Linked DNA regions of Mus musculus: region 2 is linked to region 1. The links are chromatin contacts, called in public promoter capture Hi-C maps. All regions are on one chromosome and are shown on one strand. The core of a region is the stretch at or near the end of the contact, and the rest is flanking DNA. Distances in the headings are between cores, read along the strand shown.

Region 1 (6,357 bases), core at 2,140-4,639:
TAAGGAGGGCTGAGAGACCTGCTCATGGGTCACAGAGAGGGTTCCTTCCTGACTGCCCATCAACTTCAGTGTCCCAGGGGTGACTGGGTCCAGAGTGCCTTGGCAAAACCTGAATCTCAGAGGAGATGGAGTGCTGACCCCAAGCACATGTGTCACCCGTGCTCTCTTCTTAAGTCATCCTGACCTCTTTAGATACAATATTTTAAGATTTTGTATACACAGAATAAATTGATAGGAAAAATCAAATACTATTTTAAATGACAAAGACAGTAATTAATTTCTTTTCCTTTTATGTTGAGATTGAGTGGCCTATGTGATTTTCTTAGGGGTAGTTTCTAAAAGACCACCAACGGCCAGCACGTGGTACTACTCTGACACTCAGGGCCTCCACTGCACACGGTCTGCTACAGACATTCCCACAGAAATGATTTTGTTTTAAGGTTTGCTTTGGATACAGATGACCATCTGCCATGGAGGCCTCTGCTTTTCAGGTTCTCGAGCTGAGAGAGCTATAACTTACTACGCTCATGTGAAGATGCACAGGTGGCAGGTGGACTGGGGAAGGACTTTTACCTGTCTGCTTACCACAGACTCACTGCCCTGAGAGGTGCCTGCTCCCACAAGAGCCCACTGCCATCTGCTGGGGACAGACCTCACACAACCCTGATGCGTGGTAACAAGACAATGAAGGGAGGAGTCTGGTGCCAGAGTCAGCTGTCAGCACCAGTGCCAGATCTCTGAGCCCAAGCTGCCTTTGAATCTGGGGCTCTGAGGAAAAGGTGAAATGGCCTAGGAGGCAGATGTCTGGTTACCTGGTGACAGGCTCTCTGAGATGTGGAGCAGACGCTCATGCTATACTCCAACAGGAATATATACAAAGGCTTTTGAGAAGCCTAGGCAGGATGAAGACGTCCTGGAGATGGGAAAGGCTTTCTAGAGGTGACAAGGCCCTGCAGGGCTGAAGCCCTGCAAATCTGCTCTCAGCCATGGTCAGCAACTGTCAGGAAACCATAAAGACCAGGCTCAGTGCTAGGCAAATGTCCTGTTGCAGACAGAGAAAAAGGCCAAAATGCCACAAATTACATGCCAAGTGGCTTGCGGTCCAGCTCCAGAGTAAAATGGCAGACCAGAGGCTAAAGAGAGCCTTGTGAGCATGTGAGAGATAAAAAGGTAACAGGGAAAGCCAACAGAGGTTCCTTAAGAAGAGCAATGAAGCTGCTCCCTTCCTCTCAAAGTGTCCATAGACTGGCTGACCACAGGAGCACCAGCCACTTGCTAAGCATTTGTGGACTGAGAGTCCTGGGTCTGATCAGTTCTTCTGTGGTGTCTGCACTTAGCCTTCATCCGATCTGTGCCTACCTCACCCAGGCAGCCCTGGAGGCTACCAACAGCAACACCAGGGAAGGAGGCTCGACTCCAGCCCTGGAGCACAGAGGGCTGCTCAGCTCTACACAGTAAGGTTTCCAGGACCCTGCTAGCCTAAACATTGTTCTCTTTCTCTCTCTTTTTTCCCCTATGGTGTTGGTGGTTGAACCCAGGGCCCAGAGAATGACAAGCAAGAGCTCTGCCTCAGAGCTCCACCCCCAGCCCCACCCCTTTCCTAAGCCATTTAAAACTCCCATTTCTCCTGCCTAGCTGCCTGCTGGAAACCTGAGTGGGCGCATGCTTCCCGGCCTGCAACAACTAACACTGAGCACTTTAGTAGAGCAGTAGTATTTATTTTGAGGTCAGGCAGGCAGGCTGGGGCCCGGCAAGCCCTTCATGGGCCCTAAGAGCTCTTGGGAGAGCTGGAGCTGTATCAGATGCACTCAAGCCCCCTCGCCTCACACAGCCAATATAAGTTTTACTGTAACAATTTTGAAAGGAGTTGAATAATTCTGCTTTTGAAATTATTTGGCCAGCAGTAACCCAATTAATTTATGGTTGGCTCTGATTTCTCAGCAACATCAGGCATGCTCAGGAATTCTTGGGAAGTGAGAAAAATCTAACCTACAAATTGTTTCAAAGTAATAACATCTTTTATGGAGGTGAAAGTTACCAATCAGTGAACCCGATGGATGGTTGATACACTTTGTGGACATTTAATCACAGGCTAATGAATTTTTATTTCGTAGTTTTCTTTTCCCATCTGAGAGCCAGTGAGATTTTGTTTTAGGTTTCAAACATCATAATGAATCCCTCCAAGCTCGCTCTCTGCCCAAGGCCCTCAGTGCTGAGGACAGACTAAGATTGTGCACATCCCCACGCAAGGAAGAGACAACACACACACACTGCCAACACTTGGCAACCTGCAAACGAGTCCTGCAGTTGGGCCACTACTTGTACTCTGCTTCACCAAAAGGTAGCCATTGACATAGACAAGACTTTTGCCAAATTTACTGAAAAGTGAGACTCAAGAATTATCAGATAAAATTGCTCCTTATGTCCTTTTACAGGGTCTGACTTCAGGCCTGCCTGTTCAGGACACCCAGGGGCCTGCCACTGGCCAGGGTGGGTCACACCTACGAAGTACATTTGCCCTGGCATTAAATGGATAAATTTGAGTAGGACATTCCAGATCCAATTTTACATCTAGTCCTTTCTGTTGGCAAACAGATTTCACGGGCACAGACCATTAATGAGAACTGACAGGGTTCTCACACAAGGAAGGTGTCTTAATGTCTAGGGAGACAGGAGGATTAAAGCCCTCTATTCAGCCTAAGGCCACCACGCCCTGAGGCTCAGAGGCTGAGGAGAGGAGCCACACCTGCTGGCCAGCACTGAAGCCCTGCTTCTTACCTCGCCCTTCAGGTGAGCTGATGTAGTGTTGCCCCTGCCTCATCAGGACCAGCTACAGGGCCTGGGCCAATCCAGCCGAGGCTGCTCATCCTCAGGTCTCAGAGAGGACACACAAGATAATAGTACACTTGAGTCTAGCCTGGCTGCCAGGCTCAACTTGCCTTTACCAGGAAGACAACCAATGAAGTGCTCCCTGTTTTTCATGGAGGCTCTGTGCCTTGTACCTGTGATGTCTCCATCAGAAATGCCAGAGGAGAGATCACGAAGTGGACCGCTGCCTTCAATCAACCCTAGCTGATTGCTGAGAAACCAGAACCAAATTAATTGAGTTACTCCAGTCCAAATAATTTCAAAATTCCCAAGGCTGATCCCAGAGTACCAAGGCCTAAGGCTTGCTGCATATCTTGTGTCCCTCCCCCATCCTCGGCCTCAATCCTGTGCCTTTCCTGCACTGCTGTCTCTCTCGAGGGAACCACACAGATCTGCTTGCCATGGTAGCCGAACTGCTCTTCATGTGGAACATTCTGACTACGGTGTAAATATGGTCTTTATAGAGGTGAGCCTGGGTGCTGCCGAGTTAGTGTTGGCCTGGTTCTGCGGGCAGAGCTACCTCTCAGAAGGGGAGCCAAGGCAAACACCACTGTGCACTCGCTCTGTGCCAGAAGATGCTTTGCCCACTGCACTTTGAACACTCAGCTATACTCAACAAAAAAGATTCTCATTTTCTACTGCAGTGCAGCTCTGTAGCCTCCACTGATTCTGACATCTAAAGTGTGCCTAGTGGAAAATACTTATTAATAGACATAGACACATGAATAGATACACACACGCACACACACACTGTGGACATGCATGTGTGTATTATAATATATACATAGTTTTGGAACTTCGAGAGCAAGCAGCATGTGTATCTCAAGGAAGGAGCTGAGCACTTCCAACATATCAAGCTTGCTTGCATCTAAGGGGAGAAAGACTTAATCTAACCCCTGACCTGAGATCTGCAGGATGGTTAGTGTTCTTTCCCTATGTCACAGCAGTAAAACTGAGGCAGGGACCTGCCTAGAGTTACACAGTGAGTAAGAAAAGCCACCAAGATTTGACCCCAGCACCTCCAACAAAGTATCAGTAGTCTTTCTCCAACCATATACTACTCCAGCCCCAGAATCTTTACCAAAAGTTGAATTCTCTGCTTGGCCCTTTGTGGCATTATCCAAGGGTAATGCTAACAGATTCGTCCCAAGTTATTTATATGGTACAGTGTTGGATCCCCATTGCATTATTTATATGCCCCACAGATTGGTCCCTGCCCCATCCCTCTTACACAAAGGCTTCTCATCTCAGCAGGGTGTTGGTACCATGTTCTCAATGCAATCTAAAATTCGAACTGACTTTCACCTGCTGTTTATACTGATCATTTTGCCTCTCACTTACATTAAGAAAGGGGATGTGTTTGAGTGTGGCGATCTGTGAGGCTTCCGAGAGAGCCTCAGCCATTTAACGAAGCTGATGGCAGAAACATGAATGCTTCTACATCATTTCAAACTACTCCACAATTCTAGAAGGCCTTACACAATGACCAGATTTGCCACATACACACAGAGGAAACTTCAACATCATAAAACACCAAAATAGGCAAAGGACAGAGTAAGTAAACATAGGGGGGACAAAATAAGACAAGACAAAACCCGAATTACCAACAAAGACAAAAATAAAGGGGTTTAACAACCTGACAGATAAAGTCATCAGTATGCCAAGACCAGAGCCAGGCCTCTGTTCTCAAGGCCACACTGGCTGGGGAGAAATAACAGTGCATCAGAGTGAACACATTCCTAAACAGATCATTTGAGGTATTAGACCACTCTGCCTCCAAGGGCCATGTAGCTCTGGGGTGTCCCCTAAGGTCTGTGGGTTCAGACCTCCTCATCTGTAAATGAGGCAGTTACAACTACCTACCAGGAGCATGGGAAGAATCAGCAGTGTAAATACCTAAGCAAGGCCTGTGACAGACTGGGGCCTCGGCAAAAGCCATGTGAAGATTCCAATGCCAAGTTATTGCTGCTACTTCTGCAGACAGGCCTTTCTCAGAGTGAGGCATTCTCACCTGGGCCTCAAGAGTCTGCTTACCCTCTGAAGCATGTCCAAAACCAGTACAAGCCTGCATTCTTCTTTCAATAAATTATTTATTGTATATGTATGTGTGTGTGTGTGTGAGAGAGAGAGAGAGAGAGAGATATTTGTTTTGTATCTCTGTGTGTTTTTGTACTGTGTATAATATTTATATGTATTTACACGTGTGGGTACAGGTATATGAGTGTCATGGCATGCATGTGGTAGTCAGATGACATGCTAACACACTGCCCGAAACAGGTCTCTCTTGGGTGCCAGGTCACTGTGGATGCCAGGCTAGCTGGTCCCCAAGCTTGAGGGGCCTCTCCTGTCTCTATCTTGTATCTTGCTGTAGGAGCGCTGAGATCATGGGAGCACACTGTCACAAGGCTGTGCAATGGGTCTGGGGACTGAATTAGGGCCTCACGCTGGACAGCAGGCTCTTTACCTCCTGAGCCATCCCCAGGCCTTTCTAAAATTATCACTGCTTAAAATATTTTAGTACTAAAGACCTCAAATCATTCTAAAATACTTATCCTAAAAAAAATCTAAATAAAATTTTTTAAAAAGTAAAGCCCATTTTCAAGAATACCAGAGGCATTCCACAATGAACTGTGGAAGGCAGCATAGATTGGTCACTATGAGACCAACCTATCACTTTTCCAGTGGCCTCCAAACCCTACCTATATTGTACCCCCTTCAAGAACAGCCTCAGCATGGAGCCACTGCAGGAGCTGCGTGGCTGTGCAGGAAGAGGCCTGGCTGCTGGCTTTGGTGGGCATTATTCTGTTATGTCCCATGCCTTCTGCCTTCCATCCCAGCGTTCTCTCTCACTAAGCGCCTCCCTGTCCTGCTGACCTGGTGGAAAGCTGGGAGGCCTCCCACGCCACCGGTGCTCTGCTCCAGCTGTCAGGGACAGACTCTCATTCTGTCTCAGTCCCTGGAGCTTGGGCCAAAAATAATGAAAACCTTTTTCTCCTTTTTAAATGTTCCTCCTGAAGGTCTCCTCTCCCCTTCCCCAGGACAGAAACTGGGGGAAAGCAAAAGCAGGAAGTGACATCAGGGGATAGAGGAGGGGAGAGAGGGCGGGAAGAAGGGAGGGGGGGAAGGGAGGGAAGAGGGAAGGAAGGAAGAAAGGAAGGAGGGAAGGGAGGAAGAAAAGAAGGGAAGAAGGGAGGAAGGGAGGGAGGGAGGAAGGAGGGAAGAAGGAAGGAAGGAGGGAAGGGAAGAGGGGAGAGAAGAAGGGAGGGAAGGAGAGAAGGGAGAGAGGGAGGGAGGGAAGGAGGGCAGGCGTGCTTTGTGCCTACATTCAGCACAGGTTGGGCACTTGGGGAACCTGCTTGTCCTGTGTGCAGAGCTTTGAAAGGCAAGGGTGTAGGAAGCACCTAGAGAATGAAGACAGCAGCACACTGACAGTCAGCATCCAGCTGAACTGGCACAGAGATGGACAAAGAAGCAGACGGTTTCTGTTCC
Region 2 (6,357 bases), core at 2,856-5,355, 210 kb after region 1:
ACCACGAGATAGATCTGGGGCAGCGTGGACTAAGAGTGAACCCAGTCTCAAAAACAAAACAAAACCAGGCAAGTCTCCTTAAGGAAAGTCAAGTTTAGAGAGAGCTTCTGTAGCTCGGAGTCTATGGGTCAAGGACAGGTTCCCCAGCAGGCTACAGGGATGGTCCTTTTTATCTTAACTTGGTCCACCTGAGCTCCTAGAGGCTCACCTTACAGACACCTGTTCCACACCCAGGAGATACCACATCAACAAATCTGTGATTAGTCACTTGACCCATGGCATAAACACCATGTTCAAGATCATAGCATTCCACCAGGCTCATCTTCTTTCTGACAGCTCAAATCATCGCTTACTAAATCGGCTCCTTGATCTTCAGCCTGCAATCTGCTTCAGGTCATGGCCTTGCACAACATCAGGGTGTGAGGATGGTGAACTTGGGTTACTTTAGGATTCTGGATTGGCCATGTACTTCGGTGTCTGAGCCTCAGTTTCCCTTTGCTTTCAAGCTGAGTTGTAGTAAAAGGTCTACTGAGTTATCACAGGTAAAGAAGAGGGACAAGAGCATGGCCCAGCATGCGCAGCAGGAGATGCTCGTTGCCATGGTAACCCCACTTCCTTTCCCCATTAGGTTCCCACAGCTACTTTCAAGCCTCCCACTTCCAGGTTTCTCCTTCACACCACTCCCTCTGGGGAGGATGTATCTTTTTCACTTCAGTTCAGATTCTGCAGGCTAGAGCCTCATCCAGCACCCCGAATGCTCCACCCTGCTCCACCCTTAGTCCCTAGCATTAGTGTGCTCCAGCCTAATCTCTCTAGGGAATAAAACCTAGAACTGCAGGGGCCTTAAAATACACCAATTAGGGGGCTGGAGAGATGGCTCGGCGGGTAAGAACACTGATTGCTCTTCCAAAGGTCCTGAGTTCAAATCCCAGCAACCACATGGTGGCTCACAACCATCCGCAACAAGATCTGACGCCCTCTTCTGGTGTGTCTGAAGACAGATACAGTGTACTTAAATATAATAATAAATACATCAATTGATTGATACATCCCAGTGCCTGGAGTCATATTTAGTGTTAGTCTCTGTCTATGTCAATCTCTGAGACAGGTCTACAGGGTCTACCTGTAGCCCAGGCTAGAGTCAAATGCATGATCTTCATACCTCAGCCTCTGAAGCAAGTAGGGTTGCAGGTGGCTACCATGTCTGGCTTGGTATTAGATACTTCTATAGTTTTTTGTTTGTTCCTAAAGCACAATTCTACCTCCTAGATATAGCATCCTTTGGGAGCCTGACTTATTTTTTATTTTATTTTTGATTTTTCAAGACAGGTTTTCTCTGTATAGCCCTGGCTGTCCTGGAACTCACTTTGTAGACCAGGCTGGCCTCGAACTCAGAAATCCACCTGCCTCTGTCTCCCGAGTGCTGAGATTAAAGGCGTGCACTACCACACCTGGCCTAATTTATTTTAAAATAAATAAATACTGACTTATTTTGTAATTTGTATGTTCTTCTGGTGAATTCCACAAGGATGGAATATGGAAAAGCCTAATAAGGTAGGACATGCCTGTAACATACCTGTAATATACCTGTAAATACTTGTAATTCTAGTGCTTTGGAGAGACAGGCAGGAGGATCAGAAGTTCAAGGCCAGCTTTAGCATCACACAAGCTCAAAGACATCCTGGGCCACAAGAGTCTCTGCCTTATGGTTTTTTTGTTTTTGTTTTTGGTTTTTAAAAGATGTTGGGGCTGGGCAGTGGTGGCACACGCCTTTAATCCCAGCACTTGGGAGGCAGAGACAAGCGGATTTCTGAGTTTGAAGCCAGCCTGGTCTACAGAGTGAGTTTAAGGACAACCAAGGCTACACAGAGAAACCCTGTCTCGAAAAACCAAAAAAAAAAAAAAAAAAGGTGTTGGGACTGGGCTGGAGCAGTGGCTCAGCAGTTAGAGCACTTGATGCTCTTGCAAGGGACTGGGTTTGTTTCAGAGTTACCCACATTGGGTCACTCATAGCAGCTCCAGGGGCTGGCCTGATGGCCTCAGAGAGCATCTGCATGCACTTGGTGTGCATTCATACACTCAGGCTGAAATAAAATAAATAAACTGAGGTGAGAAAATTCTGAGAGGCAGAAACAGGAATGGCCATGTGGAATTTTCATCCTTTCTGCCCTGAGTGATGGTTAACGTTGAGTTGACTAAAAATGAAATAAAATAAAGTTTTGGTTTTTTTTTGTTTGTTTGTTTGTTTGTTTGTTTTCTAGCATGAGGGTAGCTATCCAGCGGTCACAGGAAGTGGCTCTAACTCAGGTCTTTTGAGGGCAGTGAAGCATGGTTGCTGAGATCCTCGCCACTGCTAAGAGTCTGCCAGTTGCCACCCACAGTCAGCTTTGTTTGAGGACTATTCTCTTGAGTTGACGGTTAGATCTATTTATAGGTCTGGATTGGAAATGTTTAGCTAACTGAGGAACATACACAGAGCAAATGGCCAATCAGAAAACGCCCATTTCTTGGTCTACTGGAGTGATGTTTATAACCTCCAAAGATATCACCATCTGCAGGCCTGACCCTGGGCCAAAGCAGGAGCTCTGTAAAGATTTGGTAAGCTGGGCTTTCCTATAGTCCCACCTATTTGGGAGGCTGAGGCAGGAGGATCACTTTTTTTTTTTTTTTTTTTTTTTGAGACAGGGTTTCTCTGTGTAGCCCTGGCTATCCTGGAACTCACTCTGTAGACCAGGCTGGCCTCGAACTCAGAAATCCGCCTGCCTCTGCCTCCCAAAGGAGGATCACTTTAACACAGAAATTTAAAGTTGCCCCAGGCAACATAGTGAGAAAAAGTCTCGAAAAGGGATGTGGCTCAATTGGTAGAGTGATTCTCTAGCCTTCAGACAAGGTCCCAGGTTTGGTTCCCAGCAGCAAATAAACCAGGCACCACAGTGCATCCCTGTAACTACAGACAGCTAAGGAGGCAGAGGCAAGAGGACCAGAAGCTACAGGTTGTCTCTGGCTATATAACAAGACCGAGGTGAGCCTGAGCTACCGGAGACCCTGCCTTAGAGAAAAAAAATAAATCAATAGTAAGTAAGACGGTAAAGGACCTGTGTACAGAGTGAGTTCCAGGACAGCCAGGACTACACAGAGAAACCTGTCTCGGAACAACAACAACACGATAAAGGAGTGAGTTTTTAAACCTCAGAATGGACCCTGGATACTGTGATACATACTGCAGAGGGTTTGACATGTCCTCAGTGATAATGCTAGTCAACTGGATGGGTTTTTGTTTGTTTATTTATTTTTTTTTTATCATTGCTGATTTTGTAGCAGTGTTTTGACATTTAAAATTGTGTGTGTGGCCGGGGCGGTGGTGGCATATGCCTTTAATCCCAGCACTTGGGGGGCAGAGGCAGGTGGATTTCTGAGTTTTAGGCCAGCCTGGTCTACAAAGTGAATTCTAGGACAGCCAGGGCTACACAGAGAAACCCTGTCTCAAAACAAACAAACAAACAAACAAAAAAATGTGTGTGTGTGCAGGTGCACATGTCTATGTGGGTGGAGGCCAGAGGTCAACCTCAGGTGTCATTCCTTAAGTACCATTGACCTAGTTTTGTTTTATTTTGTTTTGTTTTTTGAGACAGGGAAGGCGTAGAGCTTGCCAATTAGGCCAGGCTGGCTGGCCAGACAACAAGCCCTAGTGTTGTACCTGTCTTTACCTCTCCAGTGCTGGCTTTTTCTTTTCTTTCTTTATCCTTTTGTCCCATGGGCTCTGGGGATTAAACTTATAGGGCAAGCATCTTACTGTCTGGGGTATCTACCCCCCCCCCCCCCGCCCCCAGCCCGGAGACAGTAAAGTTTTCTTGATTCAGCTGATCATCATGTGGTGGGGAGGAGGCTCTGTAAAATATTCTAATATCTGGAGTGATCCCTCTGCATGGGAAGAGTGGGAACAATTGCCCAATTGCCTGATGCTTCTCTGGCCGCTCCCAGAGGAGCTGTAGGACACTGCCTTGGCCTGGCTCCAGTGCGAATGAGTCACGGTCCTCACAGTTGCCTCTTCTAATTTCAGGCACTCAGAAAAAGCCTGCCGTGCCCCCTCCAGAGGCAATCCACAAGCAACACAGTTTCCACTGCACGTGCTATCCCTCACAGGTCCCTGGCTGGCCCAGATTCCCTGCTTTCCAGTATAAACACTCTTTCATTGCTTAAAGGCCAGATTGGGAGAAAACACAATTTGAAAGGGATCCAAAACTAACTTTTGACTCTTGATCAGTTGCCTCAAGTTTTAGGGTTGGATGAAGAACCAAATAACAGGCAAATAAATACCTGCTTCAAAAGGTGCCAAAGTCTCTCTGGAAGTACGCTTTTTCTACTCAAATTTCCAGCAGAGATGAACAGTTAACATCCCCTGCCCCCATTTTTTTTTTTTAATTTTTTTTTAATTTTTGGCTTTTTGAGACAAGATTTCTCTGAGTATGGCTGTTCTGGAACTCTCTTTGTAGACCAGCAGGCTGACCTTGAACTCTCAGGGTTGGAGTGTAGGGATTAAAGGCTTGCACCAGGACCACCCTGTTAGGGTGTGTCCTTTTTTTTTTATAGCAACCCTGGCCTCTTCTGCCTGACTGTACTTAAACCAGAATCCTCAGGAACCACTAACCTTGTTTTCAAGAGAGTTCTCTCATTGCCTTAGGTCAGCTGGCCAGACATGCCTGTCTCTACCTCCCCAGTGCTGGAATTTCTTTTTCCCATTCCTTCCCCTCCTCCACTCCCAGGTGAGGTTCTGGGGATCAAACACAGGTCCTAATATCTCTAAGGCAAGCACCCGACTGACTGGCATCTCCCCAGTTTAGTAGCAAAATGACATGTTCTGGTATGAAATCTTCCATTAGAATTCTCAGCCAGCAGGAATTCCAGAGACTTCCTATGTTTATCAGGTGCCATGTTTTCTAAGAAAGGTGTTTGGCTCCAGTGCTGGGAACTCAGTCCCACCAGAGTCACATCCTCAACCCTCCCCCCCCCCCCCCCCCCGCAAGGTTTTTTTGTTTGTTTGTTTTTGTTTTGTTTTTCGAGACAGGGTTTCTCTGTATAGCTCTCTGTCCTGGAACTCACTCTGTAGACCAGGCTGGCCCAGAACTCAGAAATCGACCTGCTTCTGCCTCCCAAGTGCTAGGATTAAAGGCATGTGCCACCAAAGCCTGGCTCAAAAAAATTTTAAAAACAAACAAACAAACAAACAAACAAAAAGGTTATGAGAGCAGGCATGGCCAGGGCTACACAGAGAATCCCTGTTTTGAAAAACAAAACAAAAACAGTGTACGGTAGTAACTGGTGAATGAATACCACACAGCTCATCTGTACTTAGAAAAGATAAATAAGAAGATAGCTGGCAGCATGTATTAGCTGTGAGTCAGAACTGTGCCAGGGGTGGCCATTCGGAGATGACTACAGTGTGGCTTCTCAGGTGTGGTGGCACACACAGGCAATCTCAGCTACTGGATACGGAGGCAGGGTTAGAGAAGGTTCAAGGCCAGCCAGGCAACTTGGCGAGATTCTGTTTCAAAATGCCAAGGGGAGGGGCTGGGGATGCTCTTTGGTAGGAGCGCTTTTCTAGACTATCAGGCCCAGGGGTTGATCTCTAACTCCAAAATAAATAAATAAATAAATAAATAAATAAATAAATAAATAAATAAATAAATAACAAGGACTGCTCATGTTCCTGTTGTCCTGCCAGGGCCATGGGTGCAGGAGGATGAGGAGTGGGTGACCTCTAAAGACTGCAGTTCAGTGACAAGTGCCACCATAGGCTGACGCTCAAAGTGCAATGGGATCACTGAAAGTGGTGTGGACTTTGGGGGCCCTTGCAGAGTGGGGTGTCAGATAGAAAAGAACCTTCTAGGGTGCTGGAGAGATGGTTTAGCAGTTAAGAGCACTGACTGCTCTGTCAGAGGTCCTGAGTTCAATTCCCAGCAACCATATGGTAGCTTACAACCATCTGTAATGGAATCTAATGCCCTCTTCTAAGTGTGTGTCTGAAGACAGCTGTAGTGTACTCATATAAATAAAAAAAATAAATAAATTAAAAAAAAAAAAGAAAAGAACCTTCTAGAAGGACAAAGCTTAGGGAAGGGTGATGGAAGAGAGGTGGAGCAGGTCAAACCATCCCTGCAAGGACCAAGAGAAGCCAGCCGAAGGGAAGCAACCAAGGTCAGGCAAGTGGGCTGGCCTGGTGGCAGCAGGAGGAGCTAGGGTGTCAGCTGGGGGTGTGATGTCAAGTGCAGCTTGCCCGGCAGTAGCAGGATCAGCACTGCTTGGAAAAAGACATTTTGGAGCAGTACAGGCTGGGAGACAGGTGCAGAACAGAAGCTG

Evidence for each region. Promoter capture Hi-C pulls out the DNA fragments that hold promoters and counts their contacts.
Region 2: a contact with region 1 is called in a promoter capture Hi-C map of liver, with 1.7 times the contacts expected there. The contact joins two enhancer-like sites. A contact is called at or near these places in 1 of 39 promoter capture datasets (liver), 3 of 115 datasets of contacts at active chromatin or transcription factors (bone marrow-derived macrophages, embryonic stem cells and pancreatic cancer cells) and 1 of 9 other capture datasets (adipose tissue).

What each region holds. Positions count from the first base shown.
Region 1 is chr2:33,234,377-33,240,733 of GRCm38.p6, forward strand. All of the region lies in intron 8 of Ralgps1 (Ral GEF with PH domain and SH3 binding motif 1), which reads right to left. All of the region lies in intron 2 of Angptl2 (angiopoietin-like 2), which reads left to right. Among named protein-coding and RNA genes, the nearest start is that of Angptl2, 22 kb to the left of the region's middle. Within about 2 kb of position 3,390, at least 4 of the 459 cell types and tissues checked have an H3K27ac peak or open chromatin away from gene starts, as enhancers often do. A contact at or near this core is called in liver, where this site is marked.
Region 2 is chr2:33,440,491-33,446,847 of GRCm38.p6, forward strand. No RefSeq gene overlaps it. Among named protein-coding and RNA genes, the nearest start is that of Zbtb34, 12 kb to the left of the region's middle. Within about 2 kb of position 4,106, at least 84 of the 459 cell types and tissues checked have an H3K27ac peak or open chromatin away from gene starts, as enhancers often do. A contact at or near this core is called in liver, where this site is marked.